2 separate regions of the Anser cygnoides genome follow, and region 2 is linked to region 1. A link is a contact called in public Hi-C data. All regions are on one chromosome and are shown on one strand. Each heading gives the region's core, a stretch centred on a gene start, on an enhancer-like site or on the middle of the called end of the contact. The rest is flanking DNA. Distances are from core to core; before and after follow the strand shown. Region 1 holds the start of TNKS2 (tankyrase 2). Region 2 holds the start of RPP30 (ribonuclease P/MRP subunit p30).

Region 1 (4,000 bases), core at 444-2,943:
CTTTACCTCCACCTGCTGGTAAAACGAAGCTGGCCCATACAAAACCAGTAACTACAGAGATGGACTGGCAGGGGAAAGGAACTAGCTCCTGCTTGTTTAAGACGAGTAGCCAAAATACCTGGTAGATAGGATGCAAAGGGGAAGGAGAAAGTTAAGTTCCTTTAAAGCAGTGGTTGTGCCTACATCCACTGTTGTACAGCTGTACTGCTTTCATTTTGTGGTATGCTCTTATTGTTAAGTTGATCACTCTATTTTTAAAAACTAGTTTGCCCTGACAAAGTCTCTGTTCATAGTTTTAAAAATATAGTAAGTAAACAGCAGGCCACTTCTCTTCAAAATTATCTATTTTCTTTATTTCTTTATAGGCGTGTTTTATAATTTCCTGATGTACAGCATTAATGACTGTTGAATTTGGGTTTTGGTTTGGTTGTTTTGCCAAGTCTCACCCAGAAATACTTCAAAAGGAGTAGATTTTGGAATTCTTCGGCAATAAGTTAAATGTCTGACCACTTGAAGTGTCCTACTAATTTTACTTTGCATCCCAAAGAAAGGCAAACCGCTAAGGAAATGGTTAGGAAGCGCTGAGAAGTCCTCGCGGAGCCAAGGGCTGGGAGGTGAGGGCCGGGCCAGCCCTGGGCCTACGAGGAGGCCTAACCAGGCCGCGTGTACCCAACCTCCCCTTTTCTTTCTTGCCCTCTGGCGACCAACCAAGCATGCTTCTAAATAAATTGCTCAAGGACCCGCAAAAATACTCTAATGTCTCTATTAGAGCAGGCCATGCCACTGAAATAAATGTGAGGCAGAGGTAAAGCTACTGGTACCTCACAAATTACAGCCCCAAAATGGCAGTCACGGGTCTGTGAGGTGCTAATGGCGAGCCTCTTGGGTGGTGCTGGTAACAGTAGGGTCACAGCCCCTGCTTTCTCTAGAAAAAGCCCAACAGAAGACCAAAAGACACTGCTGAATTTTACAGATTATTATCTCATAAAAGAAATAAAACAAAACAAAAGATTTTACGTAATGTGAATCTGAAAAGTCAGGGTGACGGATTCAGGATTCGTCCGTCAATCCTGAAAGTTGGTAAGTCTTTGGCTCGCTGAACTCAAGGCTAATTGAATCCTGCTCTTGGAGTATGTTTTAAAATAATTTTCCATTCACAGAGACCTGCCATAGTTTTACACTCCAGTTGTCAGGAAGCCATACTGGGAAACGAAGTTAGGCCACAGGTGATTTAGAAAAAATAGCATTTTTCTAGCTTAACAATGTAGAAAGAAGTTCTTTATTTTAGATCCAAAATAGCTTATATTTTATAGTCAAGGTCTTCTTTGAACTCTCATTTATCTCCATTAGCATTTCATAATAGCTTTTGCCAAAGAAAGAAACATAGCTAGAGTTCATATTGAACTAGTGAAAATAAGTTCTAGTTCTTCTTTAGAGGGCCTGGGCAGCAAGAAGTGTTTGTATGGACACAGACATTTACACTTCCGCAGACACACAACCCCTTCTGCTTTGAAACAGAAACAGACAATTTCAAGATAATGCATTTGCTATTTCTGCCATCGGCATGAAGAAGGGGTAAGAATTCAAAAGCTTGTCTTTTTTTTTTTTTTTTTTTCCAGCTACGCTAATAAGACTAATAAAATATATTTTCTCTCTACAGATCCTGTTTTTCTGCACTTCTAACATCACGGAGATGACACTCTTTACATGGGTAAAGTGAGAAGCATTTCTTAGGAGTGTCTTGTGATTTCTTTTCCGCTTATAGACTGCCTGCTTTTTTGCCAGATGTAATAAATAAATACGTCAGGCCTCTCTGAGGTGCTTTGGCACATGCCCTTACCAGAAGACTGGGGCTCACAGGGAGGACACGGTAACTCTCATTTCCCACCTGCACCACACCAGGAGGTGCCTGGGGTCAACTGGCATCCCCACTGACACCACCTCTCCGAAACCCCACGTTTTGAAGAGGAAAGATGATGCAGTGCTTTTCTGTCTCTGCAACAGGGCACTCATGACCTTCATCAACTACCTTTTCCAAAGTGTTTTTATTTACATATTATAGCATGAGTAGAAAAATACATTTAAAATATTACCAAGTTAATCCCTTTCTAGTTAGCTTGTGACCCTTATGGGATGGAGAAAGATGTTCCATTTTTCTCCAAAACCATGAATTGGCAAAGTCAGCTAACAGTATATCCCAATCTCTTTTAACTTATGTTGTATTATTTCCATTTTATAATTATTCAAGCACTTCCTTTTCAGAAATGTATTTTGCTATATAAATATGTAAGGATTTTCTTTGATGGCACCATGAAGTTCTTTGTATGAGAATGCAGTTTTTGTTGTGAAGAAAAAGGTCTTCATTACCACATCTTGATCTACATGTGATTACTGTAAGCAGCAAGGGAATATTTATTCTCTTGTGGTACAGATCACTCGCTCTACATTTGCTTTTTTGAGCCCCAAATCGTCTCTTAAAAAGAAGGGAGGTTTGTTTTGTCGTAGTTCCTCCCCAACTTTGACAGAATTATAGACAAGAACTGTTTCGGGAAGGAGATATGTTTTCTCTGTCATAGTTCCTCCCCAGCTTTGACAGAAGTGTAGAGAAAAACTGTTTCACATGAACAGGAATCCAGTTTGGAATGGCGTTACACAATAATGGACCCCAAGGACGGGACAAGAGCCAGTAAGGAGGCAGGAGGAGTTCTGTGCAGAAGACGTCGCTGGGACAGCGGCAGCCCCCTCAGCCACGGCCCGCTCTGAGAGCGCAGTGGCAGCCCCAGGGGCCGAGCCGGGGCCTGCGCCCTCCCCCAGCCCTCACACGACGCCCCCCGGTAGCGCTGCGCCGCCCTCTGCGCATGCCCAGCCCCTGGCTAGGCGCGTGCGCTCTGCGCCGGGTGCCCGCCCCTTCCTGCTGCAGCGAGGCCGAGGGCGGCGGTGCTGCTGCTACTGCCACTGCTGCTGTTACTGCTGCCACTACTGCTGTTACTGCTGCTGTTACTGCTGCCACTACTGCTGCCGCTGCGTCCGCTGCGTCCGGACCCCTCCACCGCCATGCGCCGGGCCCCGCGCCCCGCCCCGCGCCCCGCGCCGAGGGCCGCCGCCGAGGGCCGCGGGCTGTGAGCGGGGCGCCGCGGGCTGCTGGGCCCGGCCCGGCATGGCGGGGCGGCGGTGCGCGGGCGGCGCGGCCGCCTTGGCTGAAGCTCCGGGCTGCGGAGCGGCGACGGAGCCGGCCCGGGAGCTGTTCGAGGCCTGCAGGAACGGGGACGTGGAGCGGGTCAAGCGGCTGGTGCGGCCCGAGAACGTCAACAGCCGGGACACGGCGGGCAGGAAGTCCAGCCCGCTGCACTTCGCCGCAGGTACCGGCCGGGGGCCGCCCCGCCTGCCTGGGGCTCGGTGCTGGGTGGCCGCGGTGTGGGCTGACAGCACGGGCAGGTGATCGCGGCCCCCGGGCCGCCTCCGTCGGCTTCAGCAGCCCGTGTTTATTTTTAGCGTTTCGCCCACGGAGGGTGGCTGTCGGAGAACTGGGTTTCTAAGTTTTCGCGTCCTTATCGGTAACAAACAGGCTTTGTTAATTCAGCACTTAAAAGGCAAATAACTGACATCACAGGGCAACTGCTTCTGCTGGTCGCTGGCCAGAAGATTGTCTACCACCTTTTCAGACAAAGGCTTGATTGTGGCGGTTGTTTTCGTGTTGTTCCTCCTGGTTGCAGTGCAGCGTGAGGCGCAGGACCCTAAGGCGGGCTGGGTGCGAGAGGCAGCAGCTGCTTTTTAGCTAAGCAATATGGATAACTGATAAAGATGTTCATTTCTTCATTGAGTTATTTTGGAGAAGGTTTCTAATTAAGATGCCGCTTTTTCTCATGCAGCAGAATTAATGGATCTAAGTTCCTGAGAGCCTCCTTTGCAGGACAGCTGCATTTCGCAGATTTAAGATACTTGAGCAGCAACAGAGCCCAGAGGACAACTTAAAATATCCTGTCAGAGGAAAACAATTTTG
Region 2 (3,634 bases), core at 1,036-3,535, 290 kb before region 1:
TTTTTTCCTGGTGATCCGTTGCAAAACGTGTGATCAGCGGTGATGGTCATTCAGAGAGCTCCCGGATGACTGGAGACTTGCTAATGTGACACCCATCTATAAGAAGGGTTGTAAGGAGGACCTGGGGAACTATAGGTCTGTCAGCCTGACCTTGGTGCCAGGAAAGGTGATGAAACAGGTCATCTTGAAAGCAATCATGCAGCATATGCGGGACAACCAGGGGATCTGGCCCAGCCAGCATTGGTTCATGAAAGGCAAGTCCTGCCTGACCAACCTCATCTCCTTGTATGACCGGGTGACCCGCCTGGCGGATGAGGGAAAGGCTGTTGACGTAGTCTACCTAGACTTCAGCAAGGCCTTTGACACATTCTCCCATAGTACTCTCCTGGAGAAGCTGGCAGCCCATGGCTTGGACAGGTACATTCCTGGCTGGGGTAAAAACTGGCTGGACAGCCGGGCCCGGAGCGTGGTGGTGAATGGAGTGAAATTCAGCTGGCGACTGGTCACCAGTGGTGTTCCCCAAGGGTCAGTGTTGGGGCCCATCCTCTTTAATATCTTTATTGATGATTTGGATGAGGGAATTGATTGCACCCTCAGTAAGTTTGCAGGCAACACCAAGTTGGGGAGAAGTGTTGATCTGCCAGAGGATAGGAAGGCTCTGCAGAGGGACCTGGACAGGTTGGATCAATGGGCAGAGGCCAATGGGATGATGTTCAACATGGCAAAGTGCCGGGTCCTGTAGTTTGGCCACAATAACCCCGTGCAGCGCTACAGGCTTGGGGGAGAGTGGATCGAAAGCTGTGCAGAGGAAAACGATCTGGGGGTGCTGATTGATGCTCGCCTGAACACGAGCCAGCAGTGTGCCCAGGTGGCCAAGAAGGCCAATGGCATCCTGGCTTGTATCAGGAATAGTGTAGCCAGCAGGACCAGGGAGGTGATCGTCACCCTGTATTCTGCTCTGGTGAGGCTGCTCCTCAAGTACTGTGTTCAGCTGTGGGCCCCTCACTACAAAAAGGATATTGAGGCCCTGGAACTTGCCCAGAGAAGAGCTACAAAGCTGGTGAAGGGCCTGGAGCACAAGTCCTGTGAGGAGTGGCTGAGGGAACTGGGGTCATTTAGTCTGGAGAAGAGAAGGCTCAGGGGAAACCTTATTGCTCTCTACAGCTACCTGAAAGGAAGCTGTGGGGAGCTGGGAGTCAATCTCTTCTCGCAGTGACAGGACTAGTGATAGGACTAGAGGGAATGGCCTCAAGCTGAGCCAGGGGAGGTTTAGGTTGGAAATTAGGAGACATTTCTTCTCAGAAAGATTAGTCAGCCATTGGAACGGGTTGCCCAGGGAAGTGGTGGCATCAGCGTCCCTGGGGGTGTTCAAGGAAAGGTTGGACCTGTTGCTTAGGGACATGGTTTAGTGTGTGACATTGGTGGTAGGGTGATGGTTGGACCAGATGATCTTGGAGGTCTTTTCCAACCTTAATGATTCTATGATGATCTCTTTGGCACAAACGAGTCACAAATCTCAAGGCATAATGGGTCCAAGCTCTACCAAGGCGTGGCAACATACCCAGGAGCAGTCAGCACTGCCACCTTGGCCCCGGTGAGGAGCAGTTTTGCCTGGTTAAGTGTTCAGAGTTCCAGATACCCCACAGACTTTTCTTCATGAATTATCCCAGTCTGAAGAAAGAGGAAGCAAAAGATTTGCAAGGGCCTGCAATACTACCTCAAAACTGGGAACAAATTGCAGACACTGTCTTCAGCAGCTGCTGTTGTAAGTCCCCAACACAAACAAACCAAAACAGTGGTAGTTACCACCCCTATTTCGCATACGCTGTGTTGATTATCAGCAGCAAAATGAGATTTGTGGGTTTTGCAACAGCGCTACGTAGTCGATGTGTGCACGTTCTGTGGTCTATTGTAATTCCTGAGTGCTTTGGCATTTTGGGGAATATCTCTTGCATGGCAGCCTGGGTCTTTATTTCACAATTTTTTAACATGGGAAAAAAAGGCCTTGAAATAACTAGAAAGGACTCTTATACAAATAAGCAGTGGTCGGCTGAGGCCCCATGAATTTGGGTCGGTGATGCTTCAGTCGAGCAGGACCGCGGCTCCACCTGGTGGGCACGACACCGGCCCCTGAGGGCGCTGGGCCCGAGCGAGCTCGGCTGCTCCTGCTCCCAGCCCCCGGCACGTTGCACAGGGGCCACGGGGCCATGCCTCGTCCCCTCCTCAGCCCTGTCTGTGGGGCTGGGGCCTGCCCCGCCCGCCACGGGGCCTCCTCCACAGCTCCCCGCCCGGCCACCAGGGCGGGACTACAAGCCCCAGGGTGCCCCGGGCCGGGCGGGGCGGTGCTGCGCGCAGCATGGCCGGGTTCGCCGACCTGAACGTGCCGCAGGGCCCGGACAAGAAGGGGCTGCAGAGCCTGCTGGAGGCTGCGGCTCGCCGTGAGTCCGGGAGCGGGGCAGCGGCCGGCCCTGCGCCGGGCCGAGCCGGGCTGGAGGGGCTGGGGCAGTGCGGCGGTTCGGGCCGGCCGGGGGTGGAGGATGCCGGCCTCTCCCTGCTGTGCTGGGTTGGTGTTAGCAGCAGAAGTGTGAATCCTGGCAGAGCTGGGCTGGAGGGGAGCCGAAGGCACCCTGCACAGGGCTTTCCCTGCGCTTGGGAGGCCGGGCAGTGCCTGCTGTGCCTGATGCGTCACTGTCCTGCAAGGATTTTAGGGCCCCCAGTTGCTCCACAGCCTCTGTAGGCAGCTTGTTCCAGAGCTACTGGTCTTGCTCAGCATGGTTTTTATAGTTTCTTCGTGTCTTGGCCCCTTAAAGGCAGCCTTTCCCTTTATGTCATCTTTGTATTTGTTCAAATGTGAGTATGTTTCTGTGCACAATGTATCTTCCAGTCTGCTGCTGTTGAAAACTGCAGTCTTCCTCCTTCTGCTAGCCTGTGTCCGCAGCCGTGCTTCCCGTGCCTCACACCTGGCAGTTCCTAGGTCAGCCCTGTGATGGAGCAGGAGAAAAGCTGCCTGAGGCATCCGTGCCCCAGCATGGCTTGGCCTCCTGGTGCACAGCCTGTGGGTCTGCCCTAAGGGGGGCTGGTCCTGGCCGGGAGAGCAGCAGAATATAAGCTGCAAGAAGGTTTGTGTAAGTGCAGCAGGAATCTCTGTCCTTAGTTTCCCTTTCTTTTGGCCTAAACCTCCATTCAGAGTTTCCTCACAGGTCTGCATTTTCATATTTCATTCATTGTCGTTGCTCCTCCCCCTACTCTGCTTGACCTGCAGTTTTCTGCAAGTGAAGTGACCGAGACTGAGGTCTTCTCAGTGCTGAGCACCATGGAAAAATGGTGCTGTGTCTTGCAGTCTGTATCTCAGCCTGTCTATCCCATTGTATATATTTTTTTTCCCAACTTGGGGACTCATTTTCCGCTTGTAATTTCTTAAGACCCTAGGTCTTTTTTTTTTTTTCCTGAAGAATTGTTTTACAACCAGTTGCTTCCTGTAGAGTGTTTGTGGGTGATTTGTCTTTGTCAAATGTACAATCTTTCTCTAATCCCTGTTGAATGAGAACTTTTTGTCAGTTTGTCAACATTGTTTTGAATTCTAACTTTGCCTTCTAATATAACTCTACCTTTCATACCTTTGTGTTGTCTGCAG

What was found. Hi-C and Micro-C count contacts between places; a contact is called where the count stands out from the background.
Region 2: a contact with region 1 is called in a Hi-C map of liver, with 1.7 times the contacts expected there. The contact joins the promoter of RPP30 here to the promoter of TNKS2 in region 1. A contact is called at or near these places in 2 of 7 Hi-C or Micro-C datasets (granulosa cells and liver).

Annotation. Positions count from the first base shown.
Region 1 is chr7:17,527,218-17,531,217 of Taihu_goose_T2T_genome, reverse strand. TNKS2 (tankyrase 2) reads left to right here and starts at 1,693. Exons shown (of 27, transcript XM_048069161.2): 1 at 1,693-1,711. The coding sequence starts at 1,708.
Region 2 is chr7:17,817,803-17,821,436 of Taihu_goose_T2T_genome, reverse strand. RPP30 (ribonuclease P/MRP subunit p30) reads left to right here and starts at 2,285. Exons shown (of 11, transcript XM_048069301.2): 1 at 2,285-2,438. The coding sequence starts at 2,357.